2 separate regions of the Cricetulus griseus genome follow, and region 1 is linked to region 2. The links are chromatin contacts, called in public Hi-C maps. All regions are on one chromosome and are shown on one strand. Each heading gives the region's core, a stretch centred on a gene start, on an enhancer-like site or on the middle of the called end of the contact. The rest is flanking DNA. Distances are from core to core; before and after follow the strand shown.

Region 1 (6,681 bases), core at 138-2,637, 130 kb before region 2:
TGTCTTTAAAAGAAAATATAGTGAGATTTAAGCAAGTAGTAGTGGCACCAACATGTAGTTCTTGCTACTCAGAAGGTTAGAGTGTTCGCTTGAATCAGGAATTCAAATCCAGCCTGGGGAACATAGCAAGGCCCTGTCTGTCCTAGGGAGGTTTCTATTGCTGTGATAAACATTGTAACCAAAAGCAACAAGGGAAGAAAAGAATTTATTTCAGCGTACAGTTGTAGTCCATCATGAAGGGAAGCCAGGGAAAGGATTAAAGGTAGGACCCTCGTTGCAAGAACTGAAGCAGAGATCATGGAGGAATGCTGTTTCCTGGCTTGCTTATTTTGCTTTCTTACCCAGGGGTGGCACCACCCCCAGTAAACTGGGCTCTCTTACACCAATCACCAATCAAGGGTCTGTTTAATCCTGTCTTTCTGGTTTGGTGTCTTCCTGCATGGCTAGAGACACCAGGAGCTGACTGTATCACAGTGCTTGTGTCCCTATCCTTAGTTTCATCAATAAATACTCTAAATTCATTAGGGCGGTTTATTCTAGGCCCTAAAGCGACCTCATCTCAAAAGAAAACCAGCGTACAAAATGCAAGGTATCACGGCGGTTGCTAGAAAAGGCACCTTCCGTTTCCTAGTGATACACTACAGAATTCACAATCCGCTGCTGCTGTCTGGGACCTTCCGCCCTTTCCCGCTGCAACACTGTCCCTTTCCATCCCTATTCCCAACCTCTCTTAGATTCTTAGACTCCTTACAGGATTAGGCTTAGTTCTCCCTGGAGAGCCTCTCTGGTGAAGGCTGCAAGCTCCTGACGCCAGGGTACGCTCTTGCTCCTCGGATTCAGTTAGCCTGGAGGAGGGCCCGGCTGCCACTGTGGCCACAGTGCCTGGGGCGCTGCTGCTAGGGCCTCCCACACCAGAAGAGCCTGGACTGCAGGGGCGCTGCGGTCCCAAGGCAGCTGGACCCACCACTAACTCTCAAAGGTCTGGGGGCTGCATCCTATGCACTCCACTGAACTCTTCCTCTCCTGTTTTCAAGCCCTCCTCCCTCCCTACCCCTACAAAGTGAGACTCCGAGGTTGCCGGGTGGCCAGAGACGCTCTCTCCTCCAGATCATGCTCTTTCTTAGCACCCTCCACTTCCTCTCGGTTCTCAGTCCTTCTAGCCCAAGATAGTGGCCTTCCTTTGCTCTCCACTAGCTAGCTTTCTTTCTTCTCCAACATCTCCTTTCCACGCCCTCAGGAGGAGGTGGGGTGGGGTAGGGGGAACCTGGGGCGTCTGACCCTAGCTCCACTCACGTCTGCCCCGCCCCTCCATGGTCCGCCCCTCCTCTTCTCTCTTTGCCCTCCCTCCTTCCCGCCCCCTGCCCACACCGACCTGCTGGTCCCGCCCAGGCCTGAGCCCCGGACCCGCCTCCCTCTTCTAACCTACGACGCCTGCGAGCCTCGGCTTGGCGCTGCCACTTCGGCGCCTGCTGCCCCGGCAGCCGGGACTGCAGCGCTATGCAAGCGCGCTCCGGCGGCCACCGGCGAGTTCAGGACGTCAGTGGGTCCGTGCATCTGTCCGGAGAGAACTTCCAGATCCGCGGCTCCGCGATGGTTCTGGCCTCACTGCTGCTGGGTCTGCTGCTGCTACCCGCGCCCTGGAGAGGTGAGTGCGAGGTCCCAAAGGTTTGCTGCTAACTCCAGCTAGCCGTCGGGGGTTCTGGGGATCCCCAGCCGAATCACGGGGCGCACGTCCTAGTGGAACAGGCACCAGTGGGCACCGAGGACTCCCCATCACCACAGAGGAGGACATAGAGCCCAGTGGGGCACTTTGGGAGCATCTAAGTTAGAGCCTGTGTGGAACGCAGCACTCAGGTCTGGTATGGCAAACACCAACAACTTTCCCTCAACACCGTCTAGTGGCCTGGCCGCTTTGGCGGGATTTCTGCGAGCCAGACCGGGGATCCGAAGGCAATCCCACGCGGTGAACCAGTGAGCGACTGCGGAGTTGAGTGTCGCAGTTCTCGTGTGGTGTTGGACCGAGGCTGGGTGTCCCGCCAGGGAAAGACTGGTTTTGGCTTCTCCCCTGAGCTCTGGTGTGCATTGTGTTGCGCTGGCGCTCCTTTGCAGGGACACCCTGTGACTGTGGAGGCCTGGATAAAGCCGAGGGGGACGACACAATCCTTTCCTTGCTATTACTGTGGAGCAGAATCTGTTGTGTTTGGGTAGCTTCTACATTTATCTCGACCTGCTTAAGTGTTCTCACACGCGTTTCAGTGACTCAATGGATTGATAAGCGCAAACAAGTACGGCAGGTTTCTCCAACAGATGATACTGAGGCACTTTGTGAAGAGACTGGAAAAAAAAAATGAGCTAGGCTTTACCAAAAGAAACAGGAGTGGGAGGGTTGGATGACTACCAAACCAATACGTTTCAGGTATTGCCCCTGCCCAAGAAGGGTTTGTTTGCATTCAGAATGTGTGGTAGTTTTTGTTTGTTTGTTTGTTTTTTGTTGTTGTTGTCTCTGCTGATCTTCAGGCTGGTTGACTAAAGTTTGTCTTTTAAGAATACCCACAAAGTCCGATTTACAGTCTAGCTACAAACCTTGTCTTTCCTTTCAAAGTTCATTTGCTCAAAAGAATATTTCTTGAACAACTCTATTCTGGCATACTAAATTACGTAAGCAATTTGTAGTTTGAGGCAACATGACAATTTGAAACATACATCAAGAGCCAAAAACAGGCAAAGAACTGAGCCGTCTCTGTTCTCCATCACCAAATCCTCAAAAATTCCTCAGCCTTTCTGCCAGGTCTGTTCTTCATAATCTGCTGCAAATCGGGTGTATTTTGCTACCAGTGCTGGCCAGCCAGACATAGTTTTGGAGGCTATGAATGTGGTATGCACCCGAAGAGTAATAGGAACATAATATTTTAAAATCTATGCTTTATTTTCTAAATTTTGAAAGTGTGAAGTCTTGTAACTGATGGGTTTAGTTAGATAGCCACAGAAAGTCCTAACGTGTACTCTAAAGAAGAATGCAAATTTCTTAATTTTTCTTCTAACAGAATTGGAGCTGCGGGGAAAGCATTGTTTCAGGTGCTCTGCTCTTAACTCTCTGCTCAGTCTGAGATGGGGGATGGGATATAGCAGCATAAGGGGCTCCAGTGTCTCTAGGGAGAACCGGGAGGGAAGAGGACTGAGGAGGGAAAGTTTGGAAGTGAAGCCAGTCTGATGCCTCAGTCTGTGACTGAGAAGTGTGAACCCTGAGAGCAAACTGGGCTTTTAAAATGCTTGAAATCTTAAGTGGTTCTGTTGTTTTTTAGCCATTTTTAAAACAACTTCCATTGCTTTTTGGGAATAAGCAGTGTTTATTTTAATGAATGAATGAATTTTGTAAAGCTCTTTAAGGTGGTGAGTAAGACACAAATTAACCAAATTATGCTTTGTATTTAAAAAAATATTTTAACTGTATAGCTGTTTTGCTTGCATGTATGTCTGTCTGTGCATGGTGTGCATGCCTCGCTCCTCAGGAGACCAGAAGAGGGCATTGGATCCCCTAGAATAGAGATTACAGGCGGTTGTGAGCTACTATGTGGGTGCTAGGAATTGAACATGGGACCCTGGAAGAACATCCAGTTCTCTTAACAACTGAGCTGTCTCTCCAGCTCACTATTATTTAAGTCTCACTTTCTGAAGGAATCTGTGAGTCACAATAGATTGCCAGGTAGGAAAGATGAGCTGGGACATTGAACACTCACGTACCCCAGCCACTTCCCACACAGCAGCCAGAATTAGATGTTTCATAGCATACAATTGTGCGGTCCCCAGATGAAAAAGATTTATTTTTATTTCATGTCTATGAGTGTTTTGCCTACATGTGTGTATATGCACCTGCACATGTCTAGTGCCCAAGGAGGACAGAAGAGAGTTGTCTGATCCCCTGTAATTGGAGTTTCAGGAAGTTGGAAGGCACCAAAGTGAGTGCTGGCACTGAAGCTGTGGTCCTCTGCAAGAGCAGCACATACCCTGACCACCGAGCCATCTCTCCAGTCCCATATTTAGCTCCTTGTCCAGGAGTGCATTGCTCTGTGTACCTTGACTTTGAATGAAGATCCATAGTTTCATCATCATAACTCAAAACACATGGCTCTGGGTTGGACTGCATCTGGATGGAGGAAATACAGGGCTGAACACTATGGACCTTGGTGGGGGGTGGCGGGGGAGTTAAAGTCTCAGAACCCCCAGACTATTTTTGGTACAGTGGGACACTATTTCATAGAACTGTTGTGTTTAGTTAGTTTTTGTCAACTTGACACAAACTTAAACATACCTGGGATAAAGGAAGCTCAGCTGAGGAATTGTCTCCAGAAGATTGACCTGTGGGTATCTCTATTGGATTATTTTCTTAATTGCTAATCGAAGAAGAAGGGCTCAGCCTGTTGGGGGTGAAACCATCCCTGGCTAGGCGGGCCTGGGCTATATAGGAAATGGAGCAAGCTATGGGGAACAAGCCAGCAAACAACTTTCCTCAGTGGTTTCTACTTCAGTTCATGCCTTCAGGTTCCTGTCTTGGCCCCCTTGATGATGTGATTGACTTACCTGCAAGCCAAACCCTTTCCTTCCCAAGTCAAATCATAGCAACAGAAAAGCAAACTAGGACATGCTGGAGAAGGTGAAATAGCTAATAGTACACTATAAATCCTGAACCAATCACTAGTTACCAGGGATTCTTCTCTGTACTTCTGCATTCAAATTTGGGGTGGGTAATTGTTTTTCCTAGACAAAAAGTGTTGAGTGGAAAGTTCTTTCTTTTCTCCCCCGCCCCCACACCTTATTGGAATGCTTCCTAAATAAAATCTTGAGATATGAGGATAGAAGGTTCACTTGTAGCTCAGTTGTTAGAAAACTTAGTGCCCTCGGTTCAGTTCCCAGCATTGCATAAACCAGGTCTGGGGAGTCGCTCACCAGGCCTCACCCCTACCTGAAGGCGATGATGGCTGCTTGGGGAGAGAGAGTCAACATTCTTTAAGAGTGTGGATCTTGGTTAACCATGCTCTAGGGGCTGGTTCTACACCCATGTGATATCTGCAGCACTAATTAGACTCAGCAAATTGTAAAAGATAAATAAAAATAGGATATGAAGTTGGAGAGGGATCCAAGAAGAGTTGAGGAGAGGAGAGTAGTAGATATCAAACTACATTGTATGCAAGTAGCATGATACATACAAGACCCAGAGACAGATCCTGGGTTCAAGCTTCAAGCTGAAGATCAGAGAAGCAAAACAGCCAAGCCAGTAGATCTTACCTCTATCCAGCTGCAGTGGCAGTCCTGTCTCTACAAATCCTCAAAGGCAAACAAAGGCTCTGAATTCCTGTCTTCTCCTCCTTTTATTCCTCTCTCTGCCCAGCCATATCATTCCTGTTTCCACCACCCTACTGCTTGGATTAAAGGCATATGATCCCAAGTGCTGAGATCATGTTTGTGTGAACTGTTTTTTTTATTAAAGATTTTATTTATTTATTATGTATACAACATTCTGCTTCCATGTATATCTGCACACCAGAAGAGGGCACCAGATCTTATAACGGATGGTTGTGAGCCACCATGTGGTTGCTGGGAATTGAACTCAGGACCTCTGGAAGAGCAGTTGGTGCTCTTAACCGCTGAGCCATCTTTCCAGCCCGGAACTGTTTCTTTTAAGACTGGATGAACTTCGTGTAGTCGGTGTGGCTTGAACTAACAGTCTACCTCTTAATCCTGAGTCCTGGGATTAGAGGTGTGTACTGCCACTGCTTTAGCTTCTGTAGCTAACTAGTATGACTGCTTTGCTATTTTGCTCTCCAGTGGCTTTAATAAATCATAAGCAATATATCACCACATATACCTGTATGAAATTCTCAAATAATAAAAAATTACACACACACACACAAAAAATGTGCTGGCATATACTCTACAATCCCAGAAGTCTAAGGTGTAGGCAGGAGAGTCAGAAGTTCAAGGTCATCCTTAGCTACATTAAGACCTGTCTTTCAAAAAAAAAAGAGGACGTGAAGGCAGATCTGGGGCCCACCCTCCTCTTTCAGTATTTTGGTGAAGAGGCTCTGGGTGGTCACTCTGAGTGCCTAAGTCCTTTGCTACAGTTCTTTAGGATTTTGCTTCCCAGTAGTTCTGCTGGCAAAACCCAACCAGGAGCAGGCTTTCTCAGGATAGGTTGGCACTACCAACCCCTGCCCCCTACCTTCCTTGTGGAGTACAGACTTGGCTTGGCACAGGAATAGCTTCCTGTCATGTGCCTCACAGGAAGGCATAAAAATAAGGTCCAATTCTGGCTCCACTTTTCCTATGAAGCTCTTTGCCAAAGTGGGTGTGGGTTTGTTTTGGTTTATTGTTTTGTTTTGTTTTGGTTCCGGCTTTTTAAGGGACCCCATCCAGGTCTTTCCTTTCCTTTGGCGGCCTCCACAAGAAAATGAGCATTGTTAATTCTGTGCAAACATGGGGGTCTGCATGTAGCGTGGACGGTGGGAAGTGGAGGAAGATCGTTCCTGTGTGCTTTCTTGCTACCCGCTTGGTGGCAGATGCTATCAGAGACCTCTGCTAGCCAGGAGGAAGACCTCTCTTCCAGTCTCACTCCAAGTATCCAACAGTCCCTGCTCATGGGTAAGTCGTTACTCTGTGGTTACTCCGTCAGTGTGCCTGCTCGAA
Region 2 (6,089 bases), core at 254-2,753:
AGACTTTATTGATCTTATCCAGATAGAATGCTTTGGATATAGGAGGTAACAAATGCAGCCTGACTTACTTAAAGAATCAACATTAGCACTACTCTTCCTTGGAAGTGAAATTACCCTAGAAAAGAAACATCTAATTGACAAAAGTAATTACTCCATTAAACATTTAATTATATTTTATTTGTGTGTCCAGTAAGGATCATGTGCAGGTTAAAGAACATGCCAGAGTCTGTTCTCTCCTTACACCACGTGGGTTCCAGGGATAGATCTCAGGTGGTCCAGCTTGGCAGCAAGTGCCTTTATCCTCTGGATCCTCTCACTAGTCCATCTGCTCATTAATAATGTAAAATAACCCCTGTTGAGTGTATTACTCGAAATCACTACCATTATGTGATACTTAATAAGCAGTAAAAACAAAGGTGTTCTGAATTGATCACTAGTTCAATGATCTCTATTAAAGGCACTTCTTGTAGTGTGGGATGTTGCTTAGGTGGGAGGGGAGATTGCTGGGGGGACCAGGGTGATCTTAGAACTCTCTAGAGAGACATTTCTCTTTACTTCACTGTAAACTCAAATGTGCTTGAAAAATAATTACTTAACTAAAAGTAAGTAAATTAGAAATATGGACAACAAGTCCTACTGAAGATAACAACTGTTATCTAATGGGGACTAGAAAGACCACCAGGGAAGAGTAAGTTTATATAAAACATTATTAGTTTACCAGTGCCACCTACTGGTGAGATCTGACTATTGCTCCAGAAACGATTTTTTTTTTCCTTTAGAGCTCATCTGGATGGTTATTTAACAAACGATCTGTTGTTTTGTTTTGCTCTTAGACAAGGTCTCATGTAGCTCACGCTGGCCTCAAGCCTGCTATATAGCTTAGGCAGTCTTTGAACTCCCAAGATGCTCCAATGGGACCTTCATTTGTGCCAACTCCTCATTAGAGAGCCCCATTATCGTCCAGACCAGGTCTTTCCTTTCTAACCTCCTTGCAGGCCCTGCCTCTTTTTCCTCCTTTTCCTCTCCTCGCCCCTTGCCCCGCCTCCCCCTTCCCACACTCAAGCTTCCCTTCCAAACAGTTTATGGTTCCGCCCACCCGGCTCTTTAATCTGGTTGCAGTCCTGCCTTTCCCCAACTCCCCCGGAAGGCCCCGCCTCCTTACCACGCCCCGCGTCCATAAACCCTCCCTAATTAAACTCTTGGCCCCGCCTCATTCCTGGCCTCACCGCCTGAGCCCCGCCTCCTCCTCGGCCCCGCCCCCTTCCCGGGCCAGCCGGTCCTTCTTCCCACTCTGGTCCCTCCCCTCCACGCTTCCTCTGTTTCTCCCAGGCCTGAAGCCACCTCCAGGTCCCGCCCTGCTTCCCAGACTAACGGCGCCGCCTTGCCTCAGCCCAAGGCGCCCTCTGCACTCCCGCTCAAGCTTCCTTTCCCCGCCCGCCCGCAGCGGGCCCGCCCTTTAGGGGCGGAACTGCGCCAGGTGCGGCCCCGGGGCGTGGCCGGTTCCGGGAGCGCAGGTGCGGCTTCCGCGTCAAGATGGCTGCCGCCTGTCGCTCTTCAGCTTGGCTCCCTCCCGGCCTCCTGGGCCGCCTGCCTGCCCCGGCCCAGCTGCTGCGCGTTGCCCTGTGCCTCCTGTGCTGGGCCCCGGCGGCTGTCGACGCCGTCCCTGAGCTCGGGCTTTGGACGAGGACCGTCAATGACGTGAGTACTCTGGGGACTGAGGCGTGGCGCTTCTCAGGCTCCCAGGGCCCTGGCAGGGTAGCTCCGCCCGCGCACCGGTCTGGCCTTGGGCTTGTTCACCCACAGTGGTGGGTCCAGTGACAGGCTTCCTGAACCCATTGTCTGACTGAGCTCTAGGAAAGGAGCGTCCCCACCCCTCTGCCGGACGTGGGCTTCAGGGAAGAGCGATCCCAGTTGTCCTTAGGCCGGCTTCCCCTTCCAAATGCTCTTGCTGTTCGCGAGACTCTCCACCCGCTTGTCCTGAACTCTCACTGTGCCCTGACACGGTGTGTCTAGATCATGCCTTTATTTGTTCTGATCAGAGCCCCCAGTCTCTGCATTCCCAGCGGCATCGTTGAGACTGATCCTTCGGCTAGATTACTGCTTAAGACCCCAGAGAGGTTTGTCTACCCCTTCTGTTAGAGTGCACATTTAATGTGCTCTATAGTCATGCACACAGTCACCACCTCGCCTCTATTTTATTTACTTGGGCTTGTATGTGTTCTTTAGCGCTCCTATCACAGTTCAGGGACTTCTACGTGTGTAGGCGGGGCAAGGTGTGTGCTTAGGAGTATTTAAAAGGCAAGTCTGGAGGCTTGAGTGGATGAAAATTTCCTTAACTGGGCAGGCCGTTAGAGAGCTTGACGTTCTGTGTGGCTAAAAGATGTGGGGAAATGCAGGGGCCGAATTATGGAAAGTCTTGCAAAAGAGATAGGGATCTCAGGAAGTGGCATTGTCTCTAGAATTTCTCTGGAGTCAGATGACTCACCCAGATTTGCTTGGGGTGCATTGAGACGACGTCCAGCTTTTAAAGATGAAATTTCTATTTCTGCAACCTAAAGTAATATCAGAAGCTGCACACGCTTCCAAACACAAAGCTACAGAGGATCAAAGATAGGCTTGTTTCTGTATCCTGGCTCAGTAGCATTTCTTTGAAGATTGTTCTGAGTCGGTGCCCTGTGTTGCAGACATACCAATGACAGGGGCTGCCCATCTCAATTGCTGAACTTCTCATCAATAGAAAGCAACTTTTGTGGAAGCACACTTCACAGTTTCCCACTGCCTCTGTAGTGAATGTGATTAAGGCAGTGTTTGTAAACTCCAAGTAAAAACAATGCAAGTGAATTAACTACGTGAAAACTGTTACTCTACTTGAGCATGTCTGCAAAGATCTTTGCTGAGCATACTTTATAGTGAGAGTCCCACAGGGAAGAATGACAGGATCTTTTGACAAGCAGAGTTTCTTTCTTGACTGTCATGTGTGGTGGTCAGGCTGAGTTTATTTCCTATGTAGCTCAGGAGCATCAGCAAGCTTTTCTTTGCAAAAAGCAGGTTGATTGCTTTCTTCTTAAATTGTCAGAATTTGTCTTTTAGAACAGAGAGAATGAGGCTTTCATTTGTTTTGTGAATTCCTCAAAAGAAAAAATAAGTTCTTTTAGATATAAAAATCATTAAATAGCCGGGCATTGGTGGCATGCTTTTAATACCAGCACTCATGAGGCAGAGGCAGAGGCAGGCTGATCTCTTTGAGTTCAAGGCCAGCCTGGTTTACAGATCAAGTGCCAGGATGGGCTCCAAAGCTACACAGAGAAACCCTGTCTGGAAAAACCAAAAAAAAAAAAAAAAAATCATTGCATAACAAGCACCACCTTATACCATGTACTAGATTGGTTATTACTCTTGCAAAGATGACTTTCGATATGATGTTTTCTCATCTCAAGGAGCTAACACAATATTGGGAACAGCACATTTATGAGCAGATACTTAGTATACCATAGCATTCTTGGGATATTAGTATTCAAGTACTGATGGAGCCAGCTTACCCTGATTTGTGGAGATGTATAGCTAGTCTGAAAAGATGAAGAGGTATCTCCTTTTAAGAAAAGGAGTGGAGCATTAGCAGTGTGGGTAATTCTTGGTGTTTTTATTGAATGAAGTTCTGGAAGGTGGGGGACTAAGGTCACCATAGGCTTTCCTCACTAGACTTCAGTTTTAAAACTACAGGACCTGCAGGGCTGAGATAGATCGTGTCTGAAGTAAGCTGAGTTTGGATAGCATGTCTCTTGAAATTGGTAACTGTTATGTGACTTTCCCTCAGAGACTGTTTCTAATAGGACAGTGACAGGTGAAAGCAACAACTCTATGGAAGTCCATCTTAGTGAACGAACCAATGAGTACCTTGGGGTTACTCATAAGAACAAGGGTGCCCCTAGCATGGCTAAGATCTCAGAGCTATGTGACTAAAGATCCACCATACAACTTGTAGGCAGCTACAACATCCCAGCAACTGTTCCCTGCTGCTGTAATTTCAGGGAAGGCCCTTGTCTGCCTTGTAAGCTTCTTGAGCTTAGACTACCCTCTTCCCTCAGGAAGGAAAGCCAGCTATATAGAGTAACTGTCATTTGACTCCAGATGAGGAGATGCTATGGTTCAGAATTGCCAGAACTCCTTTAAGTGAAGCTTGAAACAGTATGTGTATTATGTCACCTAACTTGGAAGTTTTTTTGTTTGTTTTTGGTTTTTTTTTAATTGCTCATCATGGGCCAGATATACCCCCTCACCCCATTTGGGGGTTATGGGTGTGAAAATAAGGATGCTTGACCCAGTAAGATGAAGTGGAGTTTATCAGGAGAAAAGAACTTACACAGGAAGCAAATAGCTGTCGTGGTCTCCTGCTCCAAGGGTGCAGACCTTGCTACCCAGATGCTCTCCGAGACCAAAGGGGCCTCTGAGCCCCAATTCTATTCCTTTTAACTGGTCAAGTCCGCACCTGTGACCACCCAAAAGGGTGTGGTCAGTACTGCAGGTGTGTGGGGGGGGTGAATATATCACTACGGGGGTTGATTAAGCCCTGGGATCATCAGTCGCTAGTTTTGGATATGAATAACAGAGAGCCATTACAGGGATTTTGGCAAACTGCTAATTATTCTGGCTGCCACCTAATGATAAATGGTAGGCTCAGGTCTGGAGACAGAAGAGCCAGTTATACTGTTGAGGTCAAAGCAGAAATGTTGAGGGGCAGCATGGCACCATGTTGGTAGATGTGGAAGAACTAAACACGGGAAGCGAGTGCTGTAAATAGGCCTGTGCTGGGGGTTGGGGTGGAAGCGAGGGAGTGATGGCTTAGGTCACGGGAGGGCTTGATCTTCACAGCAGACAGTGTAAGACTTGGTGAGAACAGAGAGGAGTGTGCCTGGTCAATGCAGGTTAGTGTAATGTGCCTGATGTACATATCCATGACTGTATGTATCTTCGAGATCAGAGGAGGGATCTGGGCTGCTGATTTTATTATTGTGGGAACTGTTGGGGAGGGGAAATGGTTACCAAAAAGAGTGACCTGTCCTACCAGTGCTCTATAATTCCTTACTGTTCTTTCATTTAGCATGGTCCCTTCTTGCGGGATTTTTATTCTTGGGAAGAAGTGTTTGACTTTAATTGTGGTTATCGTTGTGAAGCAAGGTGGCTACTAGAGACCGCATAAAGGAGGTATGGGGTCACTGGGGAGCACACCCAGGGTTGGAAGCATGCTAAACAGACTCGCTAGCTACATACTCCCAGCCAGGAAAGAGATTTTGAGTTGGTTCTTGAGGTAAGAAGGAGCTAAGTAGCACGAGAGGGGTTTGCAGTTTTCAGGTTGACTGCTGAGGTCCCAGCAGCAGTTTTCCAGAAACGAAACATTGCTGGAGAGGCAAGCAGGCTTTGATTGTGTGGGGTCTGCAGGATTTTTGGCCTGCTGTAAGTACAGTGGTAAACAAAATCAATTTGCAGAGGAATGTAATTTATTGAAAATACTTTTAACTTTGATGCCAAGAGAACATCATGCAATGTGCAGTTTTGTATTATGCCCAAGCAACACTGACCATAATGGCCAGAGCCCTCTGTCTTGTGTATCACCAAGCTCCAGTTTCGACTTTTTGAGGTCTTTCGTTTTTTTTTGTTTTGTTTTGTTTTGTTTTTTTCCAGAGTTCACTGTGTGACCCAGGATGGCGTTGAACTCATGATCTTCGAAGGCAGGACCACTACTTCTGATCCTTACAACAACTAGGGAATAAACACAGCAATGAGATTTTAAGCCAGCAAGAGATACAGTCAATTTTACATTTTAAAGATTTATATATAATTTTTAATTATGTATATGGGATGGGGGAATGTGTACATGAATGCAGGTACCTGCAGAGGTCTGAAGAGGCACAGATCCCCTGGAGCTGGAGTTATAGGCAGTTGTGAGCCTTGTGATATGGGTGCTGGGAGCTTAACTCTAGTCCTCTACAAGAACAGTAGGCATTTTAAACTACCCAGCCGTCTCTCTAGACCCAGTTTTGCATTTTTAAAATGTCTTGACTTGAAGGCTAGGTGTGGAACCTTTAAAATAT

Evidence for each region. A called contact is a pair of places that touch in the nucleus more often than the background predicts.
Region 1: a contact with region 2 is called in a Hi-C map of fibroblasts, with 8 times the contacts expected there. The contact joins the promoter of Mertk here to the promoter of Tmem87b in region 2. A contact is called at or near these places in 7 of 8 Hi-C or Micro-C datasets (the CHK-Q cell line, the CHL-YN cell line, the CHO-K1 cell line and 3 more).

Annotation. Positions count from the first base shown.
Region 1 is chr6:49,855,658-49,862,338 of CriGri-PICRH-1.0, reverse strand. Mertk (tyrosine-protein kinase Mer) reads left to right here and starts at 1,387. Exons shown (of 19, transcript XM_035446328.1): 1 at 1,387-1,645. The coding sequence starts at 1,498.
Region 2 is chr6:49,728,162-49,734,250 of CriGri-PICRH-1.0, reverse strand. Tmem87b (transmembrane protein 87B) reads left to right here and starts at 1,503. Exons shown (of 19, transcript XM_027421844.2): 1 at 1,503-1,698. The coding sequence starts at 1,534.